Linked DNA regions of Capra hircus: region 2 is linked to region 1. The links are chromatin contacts, called in public Hi-C maps. All regions are on one chromosome and are shown on one strand. The core of a region is the stretch at or near the end of the contact, and the rest is flanking DNA. Distances in the headings are between cores, read along the strand shown.

The links. Hi-C and Micro-C count contacts between places; a contact is called where the count stands out from the background.
Region 2: a Hi-C map of blood shows a contact between it and region 1, with 2.1 times the contacts expected there. The contact joins the enhancer-like site here to the promoter of CNTRL in region 1. A contact is called at or near these places in 2 of 5 Hi-C or Micro-C datasets (both in blood).

What each region holds. Positions count from the first base shown.
Region 1 is chr8:110,207,032-110,212,396 of ARS1.2, reverse strand. It overlaps CNTRL (centriolin), which reads right to left and starts at 2,693. Exons shown (of 44, transcript XM_018052712.1): 1 at 2,524-2,693. It overlaps LOC102183692 (a long non-coding RNA gene), which reads left to right and starts at 2,824. Exons shown (of 7, transcript XR_310251.3): 1 at 2,824-3,429.
Region 2 is chr8:110,244,134-110,249,221 of ARS1.2, reverse strand. It overlaps CNTRL (centriolin), which reads right to left. Exons shown (of 44, transcript XM_018052712.1): 13 at 471-624. Among named protein-coding and RNA genes, the nearest start is that of CNTRL, 37 kb to the right of the region's middle. Within about 2 kb of position 2,516, at least 3 of the 5 cell types and tissues checked have an H3K27ac peak or open chromatin away from gene starts, as enhancers often do.

The sequences.
Region 1 (5,365 bases), core at 1,444-3,943:
ACCGGGCAGCAGTAAAACCTTGAAGCATGAGTTTAAGAGAGAGAGAGCGACGTTGCTCAACCAAGGCTGCGGTCCACAATTACATAAACAACAGAAAGACCGAGCAATAGAAAAGAGAAGACAGGGATGAGAGGCAGGGCTAGTGCGTGCGAAGGGGCAGGATAAACCAAAATCAAAACAAGTCCAGAGCTGGAGATAGTCTGAAAACCCAGAAGGAAGTCTGCAGAATAAAAGAAAGCCACTGGAATGATGTGATAGTCAAAATCATATGATTGAGCACCCTGTCCTTCTGATTCGGAAACTTGCCTTGATCTAACAACCCCTCCACCACAGCTTAGTAGAGGCTACACCTTCACCTCTATCCAGCCTTTCCTAAGATTCCATCATCTCTGATCTTTTCCAAATGAGAATGCTGCTGCTGCTAAGTCGCTTCAGTCATGTCCAACTCTGTGTGACCCCACAGATGGCAGCCCACCAGGCTCCGCCGTCCCTGGGATTCTCCAGGCAAGAACACTGGAGTGCGTTGCCATTTCCTTCTCCAATGCATGAAAGTGAAAAGTGAAAGTGAAGCCACTCAGTCATGTCCGACTCTTCATGACCCCATGCACTGCAGCCTACCAGGCTCCTCCGTCCATGGGATTTTCCAGGCAAGAGTACTGGAGTGGAGTGCCATTGCCTTCTCCGTCCAAATGAGGCAGATCTCTATAATTCACAAACCTTCCATCTCTCTTCCCAGCTACTCCAATAAGCAAATATCCATCCCCATTTCTTGACCTCCATATGCCTCTCCATGGCACCCCTTAGCCCTTTAAGCACATCTCAGTACTTTCCCTATAATTTGACTTCATCCCATACCCTCTGACCCATTTCAACACTCTTACTCTCCAACTAGGCCTTTCAAATATCCTGACTCCTATTCCTCACCAACAGCAATTCTCCCATCCTGTGCTCATCAGCCTTTGCCTCCCACCCTTCATCCCATTCTGACTGCCAAGTTCTCCCACAAAGTCTCTTCCCTAACACTGTACTAGTCTTCTCCATTTCGCTACAGTTCTCTCCAGTGCCCTGCCTCCACATTGCTGTATTCATCCTGATTTCCCAAACTGCTCATCACAGCAAATATTCTGACCCCCTAACTCATTCAAATATTCTGGCTTCTAATTATCCCCTCTTCAAACAAAATACTCCAGTCTCCATCCATTCCACTTCATCTCAACTCAGCTGGCTATCTACTTGCCTCTCCCTTCTAACACCCTGACACCTATGTCCCTCTGTATCCTATTAACATCCCAAGCTCTCCTCTCACATCTCTCTCCATGCTACTCAGGTATGGGGAGGGGGGGAAGCTTCCCAAACCTTTCCATTATTTTTTTTTTTTCAGTCATTCAATTTTATTCCACAACTTTAAGGCACCAAGAACTGTGCTAGATTCTAAGAATACAGGGATGAGAAGGCAGGGCTTCCACACTCAAAACACACAACAGGATCAGGTCTCTGCCCCAACAGCATTCTTCACAACACCTTACAATTACAATTAAATGATTATTTGTGAAACAACTTGATTATTTCTTGTTTCTCTTCTAGAGTCTAGGCCACAAGACAGTAGAGGCACTCTAAAGACATTACCAAACAAATTCTTGCAGATAATGTATATTACGATCATTATTAGCCTCATTTATAAGTGACACTGTATCATTAAGAATTAAGAGCTTGGTTTCTACAACTAAGTCTGAGTTCAAATGTTAATTTTCCACTTTCTGTGTGACACTGGCAATTTATTTAACCTCTCTGACCCACAGTTTCATCTTTTAAGATGGGAATGATGACCTCGTTCAAGTGATTTTAAATTCTAAATCAGTTAATGGGAAGGACTAAAGGACGGAGAACTGAATCTGGCACACACGGTACACTCAAAAGTGATCAGTGAGTATTTTCACAAACGAGGAAACATTACCAAGCCCCAGTCTCACAGTCAGTAGCACAGGTGGCAGAATCAAGACGTGAAGCCAAGCTTTGACTTGAAATGCACCTATCCCTTAACCGTTATACGACAAAGTACTTGCTCTTCCCTTTCTTTTAACTTTTCTTCCCCATATCCTAACTCTCCTTTTTCTCCGCGTACTGGATTCCGCTCGGTTTCAGGACGCCCGTCAGGGTACCAAACCATCCTGGCTCCCAGCCATGGCCCGCAGACACCTGGCACACCTCCGCCCTCCTCCGCTCGGCAGCGGGACCCTACCTTTCACTCGCCCAACCCCCGCGTCCACACCTCCCCACACTCCGGTCCTTCATCCCAAAGCCCCCACCCCGTGCCCTCCTCGCTTCTTATCCAAACCTCCCTCCATCCTCCTCCCCGCGCCGGTTCCGGGCCCTCCCCTCCTTCCCGTCCAATCCCAACTCCCAGGCACACGCCCCCGCCCCAATCCATCCCTCGCTGGGTCCAGGCCTTCCCGCCTTCGCCGCTGGTCCCCACCCGCTCCGCCTGGAGGCCGGAGAACGGCCTAGACCAGGCCTGGCACTCACCACGAAGGAGCGAGGCCGAGCAAGCCCGCCGGACGAGGCCGCGCGGAGAGGTGCCGGTAGTTCCCTTCAGGCGCCCAGCGGCGCGGCAGCCATTTTGTTGTGTTGTGCCGGTTGCCGTGGGGCCGTGCGCGCCGCGTGGGCGGAGCCTGTAGCGGCCACGCCCCTCCCCGGAGCTTGGGGGCGGGACCAGGCTTCCCGCCCCTCAGTCGGCCAGGGCCGCGGGCGCGCAAAGGCGCGTGGGAGCCCGCGGGATCCCGCGGGAGCCCGCGCGAGGCGAGATTTCGCGCTGCCGGCGGCGAGAGGTTCCGCTCTTTTCTCTGAGGCGAAGCGGCTGACTCCTCATGCTCAGGCCTTGACACGCTCCGCGGGAGCTGGGCCTGAGGACGACCTGAGAGACCGATGTAGCGCTGTCACCAAGCCCGCGCATTCCCATTACCAGCCGTCAGGCTTTGAACTAGTGTGCCTCGCCGCACGCTCCTCCTTCGCACGGCCCGTTTCTGAGACGAATTCTCTTCAGGGGCCAGACAGGCCAGACGTAGATGAACCTCTGAGGGAACGCAGTTTAGGTTTCAGATGCACCCGAGGTTACGGGAATGAGAGCAGCCTGGGAGTCCTGGCTGAGAATAGTCCTCAGGTTGTGACAGGAAAGCCAAAACAAGAAGCAGTCGAAGAAACTTCGGCTGTGGCCTGCCTGAAAGGGCGGCATTCCACCACATACTTTTAACACATAGTTTAAGAGAATTTAGCACTTACTGTGCTGAATGCTAGGGAAATACGGTGAATTCTTTTTAAAAAATCTGGTCTCTAAGGACACTGTTCCTCCATTCCAGCTTCCCATTTCCCAGCTGGTACCTTGGACAGTATCACCGTAAGAGGTTGCACCGTCGCCAAAAACCGCCAAAGCAGGTACTAAGTCTCCTTTACCACAATTCTCCAATCTTAACGGCTCGCTTGGAAGACCCCCTCTTAGCACAGTTCTCTTCCTTGTGACTTCGAATCCCTTGTTCTTACCAGTTTTCCATACTCAGTTCCTTCCTTTCTTCAGAATCCGTGGTCTATCTGTGTAACACTGTTAGGAATTTCCTCTTTCTGTGCCTCAGTTTCCTCCTCTATGAAACAGGATAATCCTACCCACTTCCTGATAGTTATAAAAGTTAGTGCTTGTGGAAAGAGTTCTAAGTTCTTTCTTATGTCCTGTAATAAGTTCTCAGTATGTTTTACTTATTTTAGTATTAGGCAAAGGTTTTCCAGAGGAAATGATGCCTCATCCTTGAGTCTTGGAAGAACCAAATAACTTAATCAAGGAGTATGGGAGTGGGGAAAAATTTGCTTGGCAAAGGGAGCAACTTGTGCAAACCCAAGGAAGAATGGGGAGAAGGAGCTTGGCAATGAGCTGATGTTAAATAAATAAGGATGGCAGCCAAAAATCTGGAGTGCAGAAGCTAAAGCAAGAAGAGGGGCCTTGTTATGAACCATCTTAAGCACTTGTAATTTTTCTGAAAGGCAGAGATGGATTCAGGAATCAGAAATTCGGGTAGTTTTCAACAGGGGGCTCCATTCACATTCACATTTAAGTGAATGATGCTTCTCTCTCCCCCACTAGTATTTAAGCAACACGGGAGACCCTTTGAGCTCTAGAAAAGTCAAAATTCATGAAAAGCCCCACATTTTAAATTGAAAGGAAGATCTATCCTTTTTTAAAAAAAATTCTAAGCTCAGATGATATTTATTAGTTTGGAATGTGTACATTGCTGACTTTTAGCTCTATTATTTTTTGTTGCTTTGTTCTGACACTTTTTTTTCTCTTTTCTGACAGAGAATTAGATTTATTGTGTCACCTCACAGCTATACCTGTTAAAGTCTGTAATGATATTCAGGTAGGGTCCATTGTCAAATCATGGTATGCTGGTGTAGTTCATTATCAATCTAATAAGTAGCTGTCGAAAATATACACAAAGTCCAGAGAATGGTCAGTCAGTCAGTTCAGTTGTTCAGTCATGTCCGACTCTTTGTGACCCCTTGGACTGCAGCACACCATGCCTCCCTGTCCATCACAAACTCCTGGAGTTTACTCAAACTCATGTCCACTGAGTCAGTGATGCCATCCAACCATCTCATTCTCTGCCATCCACTTCTTCTCCTGCCTTCAATCTTTCCCAGCATCAGGGTCTTTTCAAATGAGTCAGTTCTTTGCATCAGGTGGCCAAAATATTGGAGTTTCAGCTTCAACATCAGTCCTTCCAATGAATATTCAAGACTGATCTCCTTTAGGATGGACTGGTTGGATCTCCTTGCAGTCCAAGGGACTCTCAAGATCTTGTCCAACACCACAGTTCAAAAGCATCAATTCTTCTGCACTCAGCTTTCTTTATAGTCCAACTCTCACATCTATACATGACTACTGGAAAAACAATAGCCTTGACTAGATGGACCTTTGTTGGCAAAGTAATGTCTCTGCTTTTGAATACGCTGTCTAGGTTGGTCATAACTTTCCTTCCAAGGAGCAAGCATCTTTTAATTTCATGGCTGCAGTCGACCATTTAGGCATGACCTAAATCAAATCCCAAAGTGACAAACAGATTCAAGGGATTCAGTCAGTCAGTCAGTTCAGTCACTCAGTCGTGTCTGACTCTTTGCAACCCCATGAATCGCAGCATGCCAGGCCTCCCTGTCCATCACCATCTCCCAGAGTTTACTCAGACTCAAGTCCATCGAGTCCGTGATGCCATCCAGCCATCTCATCCTGGGTCATCCCCTTCTCCTCCTGCCCCCAATCTCTCCCAGCATCAGAGTCTTTTCCAATGAGTCAACTCTTAGCATGAGGTGGCCAAAGTATTGGAGT
Region 2 (5,088 bases), core at 1,267-3,766, 37 kb before region 1:
AAACGAGGCCTGGGATCTTTTTACACCAAGCCAAGGTTCTTATCACTACAGTCTAGTATCTTCCTCTTCCACTATTTCGGCAATGCCACGATTTAAATTTGCATTCCAAAAATAGATTCTAAAATTCTTTTCTGCACTCTCCTTATAACCAGACACTGAGTGCTTGATAGCAGGGATAAGTGACAAGGATTTTATGCCTTAGAAGAAGACAATCACGTACCAGTGTTTATCATGATCACGTATGCACTTCCTGCCACAGTGACCTGACTCATTAGGACATCAACCCAAGAAAACCAAAATAAAAATGTTTAACTTTATTAAACATTTTTGAGAACTCTGTAAATATTTCCCTATCAAATACTAGCAATAACAGCTGAAGCATATTCAGCTAATATTTGGATTAACACCTGTCATTTGTCTTTTACTAACACTGAAACTGATATACCTCAAATCCTGCTTAGAATTCTCACCTTCAGTAAGCTGTTGTTCAAGGTCCTTAATCTCTTCAGTTTCTTTAGCAATTCTAGAAAGTATCTCGTCCAAACGGCTTTCAAGTTGTTTGTACTGCTTGTTCATAATGTCAAATTGTTGTTCTTTACCCCTTTTCTGAGCCTTCATATGGCACTAAATTGAAAAAAAAATGATCCAAATTCTTTTAATGTTTATAAAAACAATGATCCTTATAACATCTCTAAGGAAGAATGGAAAGGAAATGCAACGATCTGCACCTGTTCTGTGTCAGACACTGTGTTGTTTTCACATGAGCTGCTTTCTCTGCGACCCCGTGGACTGCAGCACGCCAGGCCTCCCTGTCCATCACCCACCCCGGGGGCTTGCTCAGCCTCATGTCCATCAAGTCAGTGATGCCATCCAACCATCTCATCCTCTGTCGTCCCCTTCTCCTCCTGTCTTTACTCTTTCCCAGCATCAAGGTATTTTCCAACGAATCAGCTCTTCACATCAGGTGGCCAAAGTATTGGAGCTTCAGCTTCAGCATCAGCCCTTCCAATGAATATTCAGGACTGGTTTCCTTTAGGATTGACTGGTTTGATCTCCTTGAAGTTGAAGGGACTCTCAAGAGTCTTCTCCAACTCCATAGTTCAAAAGCATCAATTCTTTGGCACTCAGCATTCTTTATGGTCCAACTCTTACACCCGTACATGACTACAGGAAAAACCATAGCTTTGACTAGATGGATCTTTGTCAGCAAAGTAATGTTTTTATAATATTTTGGGGGAGATAGAGACATGAAACAAACTCTTCCTTAGAATTCAATTTTATTTTCAATTCTTTATACAAAGAAACATTTTGCTTTTAAGTTCTATAAACTGGGAGTTGAGAGAGACCTCAAAGACCATTTAGGCCAGTGATCCTCAAGACGGAGGGCCCTATGGAGGCACGCCTTTCTCCTCCAACCACTACATATATTCCTGGTAGAAAAAAAGCTTTCACACACCCACATCTACCTTGACAGTCATTGCTTTAGGGAGCTGCTGTTAACTGAAAGGACTGGACTGCATTTCTCAGGTGTGCTGGGATAAACACCTGAGAACCAATGCTCTAGTCTACCTCTTTCTTTCACGCATGAGGATGTAATCTCAGGTCCACCAAATGACTTGCCCAGGTCTCCTTAGGCGACTGTTCATATGGAGACAAAATGATTCCCCAGAGAACCTGTGTCCTCCCACACACACTCTCAGAGCTCTAGCTTGCCCCCACAGGATCAGAGGAACATGACAAAAATAAATCAAGAGAAAGTGATCAGGAGAAAGAGCTATATCCATCTGAGTAACCAACTCCATTCTTCTCAAGTCTAAGACTATAATTTCACTATAAAAGAACAGTCCTCAGCTTTGCATGCTGTTGCCTCCAAAGACAAGAAAGAAAGTCTCTTCATTTCTGAAGAACAGATGAGAGCCAGCTTGACTCAATGGGATTTTCAAAACTCCTCCTACTCTCCCAAAATACCCATTTGAAATCTTTCTCAAAAGGTAACTAAAGATAAAAGCTTAAATTCTAAGTAAATTTAGGATTTTTGTGGCTCAGAGTGAATTTTTAAAATCTTCTGCCCTCATATTTGTATCAATAAATCTTAAAAATTCACCATTAAAACTTCTACTGAAATCTCTACATGCAGGACAAAAAATTAGTTCAATACGTCAATGATCTGCATTAAACACATGGGAGCAAAAGTATATTCAGCGATTTTCCCTACCGTGGAGCTCACAATAGAGGTATTGTAAAAACAGGAACTTACATCTCTGACTCCTCCTCCTTTCTAAGTCCTCGTACAGCGAGCGAGAGAGAGAAAATGGTCATACCTTAACTTAGAATGTGTCCTGTTAAAACTGAGCCGTTGAGAACAGAGGAGCTGTGGGCGGAACGCTTTCTAATGTTGCCTTGAAACTCATGTGCACTTCCCTCTCTGACAGCCACATTTTTGTAAGCGCCTCCGAGCCTCTAACCTCCCAGCACTTCAAACCACATTCCTGGCGGAGGCTGAGCGGCAACCCAGCTCATCCAATCGCAAGCAGCCTCTGCAAGCAGGCCCCACCCTCCACGCTTTAAATCACAACACAGGAAGCTCCCCCAGGCCAATCACGAAAACGTCTGCAACAGATTACTACAGGCTGATTGCCTCTAGGGGTACTGTTACCTTTTGCTTCCAGAGGGCATAGCTAGATAGTGAACAGGGATACAAATCCCCCCTTATTACATTTGTTCCTTGTTCCTCTGATATTTCTGCTTCTAGCTGTGAACCGTTTTCTCTAACTAAAGGGATTTGATTTTTACATAGTATCTTTTGCTTTTGAAAACTAGTTAAATGCTTGCGTTTGTTGAAGACTTGATTAGGCTCGGCACTGAGCTAATTTTAAAAGTAATTAATCTCTTTAGATTTGTAACTCCTTTGTGAGGAGAAAGTCATCTAGTAGCGTAAGCATGGGCTCTGCCTCTTACTAAAAGGGAGACTTGGGAAATCATTTCAGTTCAGTTCAGTTGCTCAGTCGTGTCCCACTCTTTGCGACCCCATGAACTGCAACACGCCAGGCCTCCCTGTCCATCACCAACTCCCAGAGTTCACCCAGACTCACGTCCATCGAGTCAGTGATGCCATCCAGCCATTTCATCCTCTGTCGTCCCCTTCTCCTCCTGCCCCCAATCCCTCCCAGCATCAAAGTCTTCCAATGAGTCAACTCTTCTCATGAAGTGGCCAAAGTACTGGAGTTTCAGCTTCAGCATCATTCCTTCCAAAGAAATCCCAGGGCTGATCTCACTTTTATCTTATTTGTTGTTGTTCAGTCACTAAGTTGAGTCTGATTCTTTTGTGACCCAATGGACTGTATGTAGCCCGCCAGACTCCTCTGTCCATGGAAATTTCCAGGCAAGAATACTGGAGTGGGTTGCCATTTCCTTCTCTAGGGGATCTTCTGACCCAGGGATGGAACCCACATCGCCTGCATTAGCAGGCAGATTGTTTTTTAAACCACTGGGAACTAGGGAAGTCCCCCCCTTCTTTTTTTTTTTTTTAATCTTATGCAAGGTAAAAAGTCACCGATCTCATTTGGATGCTGTAATAAAATAAAGTTCCTCACAGTATATCCTAAAGCCAAGCGCAATGCAAGACACATCACTGTCCCTTAATACGTTTCTCATCATATCTTTACCGCTTTCTGATCTGCCAAGCTTTTACTTTTAAATTCTATTTGCAATTCAGAAAAATACTTCATCTGATAATAAAGGTTAGTCTACATCTGCAGAAAAATATGCACAATGCCATGCTTCTTTCCCTCTTGCTAAACTGTTCACATTTTGCAGCAATAAAATGGGGGCCAGACACTAGCCAATAAGGTAACTTTGTGCAAACCAGAAAAAAGATGCTCCTTCTGGGTAAATGAACTAAACAGAGACACCTCCTCTGGTACTGAGACTAAAGCTACAGCCCTAGAACTGAACTTCAGGAGTCTTAAAATCTGGCCTGCATGCTTCATCTCCACTGATACACTGATTTTGACAAGCTTCAAAACTTGCATGCCTTTCCTACTTTTCATTTAACCTCTTTCTATATGTAATACTTTACAGACAGCCAGTGTGTATAGACTCCCTGTATGCCAAGACTATCACAGTTGTTTGTTGAAAGCACAGACAATCTAGGGTGCAATTACACTCATAGATCACAGAACTCAAACAGGGAGGAAAGGAGCTTTGTCTGGGTAGTAGCTATAGGCCTGTTCTTGACTATTTTCCTTAATGCAATCATCCTAAACGTAGTATTGACCCCTGGGGATACAGTTCCTGTCCTTAGGGGCCTTACACAGGGTGGTCGACTTTTGAGCAAATAAATGTGATAAGGGAAGATATTATAGGCCATCAGTTCAGTTCAGTTCAGTTCAGTCGCTCAGTCGTGTCCTACTCTTTGTGACCCCATGAATCGCAGCACGCCAGGCCTCCTTGTCCATCACCAACTCCCGGAGGTTACTCAGACTCAAGTCCATCGAGTCCGTGATGCCATCCAGCCATCTCATCCTGGGTCGTCCCCTTCTCCTCCTGCCCCCAATCCCTCCCAGCATCAGAGTCTTTTCCAATGAGTCAACTCTTCGCATGAGGTGGCCAAAGTACTGGAGTTTCAGCTTTAGCATCATTACTTCCAAAGAAATCCCAGGGCTGATCTCTTTCAGAATGGACTGGTTGGATCTCCTTGCAGTCCAAGGGACTCTCAAGAGTCTTCTCCAACACCACAGTTCAAAAGCATCAATTCTTCGGCGCTCAGCCTTCTTCACAGTCCAACTCTCACATCCATACATGACCACAGGAAAAACCATAGTCTTGACTAGACAGACCTTAGTCGGCAAAGTAATGTCTCTGCTTTTGAATATACTATCTAGGTTGGTCATCATTTTTCTTCCAAGGAGTAAGCGTCTTTTAATTTCATGGCTGCAGTCATCATCTGCAGTGATTTTGGAGCCCCCAAAAATAAAGTCTGACACTGTTTCCACTGTTTCCCCATCCATTTCCCATGAAGTGATGGAACCAGATGCCATGATCTTCGTTTTCTGAATGTTGAGCTTTAAGCCAACTTTTTCACTCTCC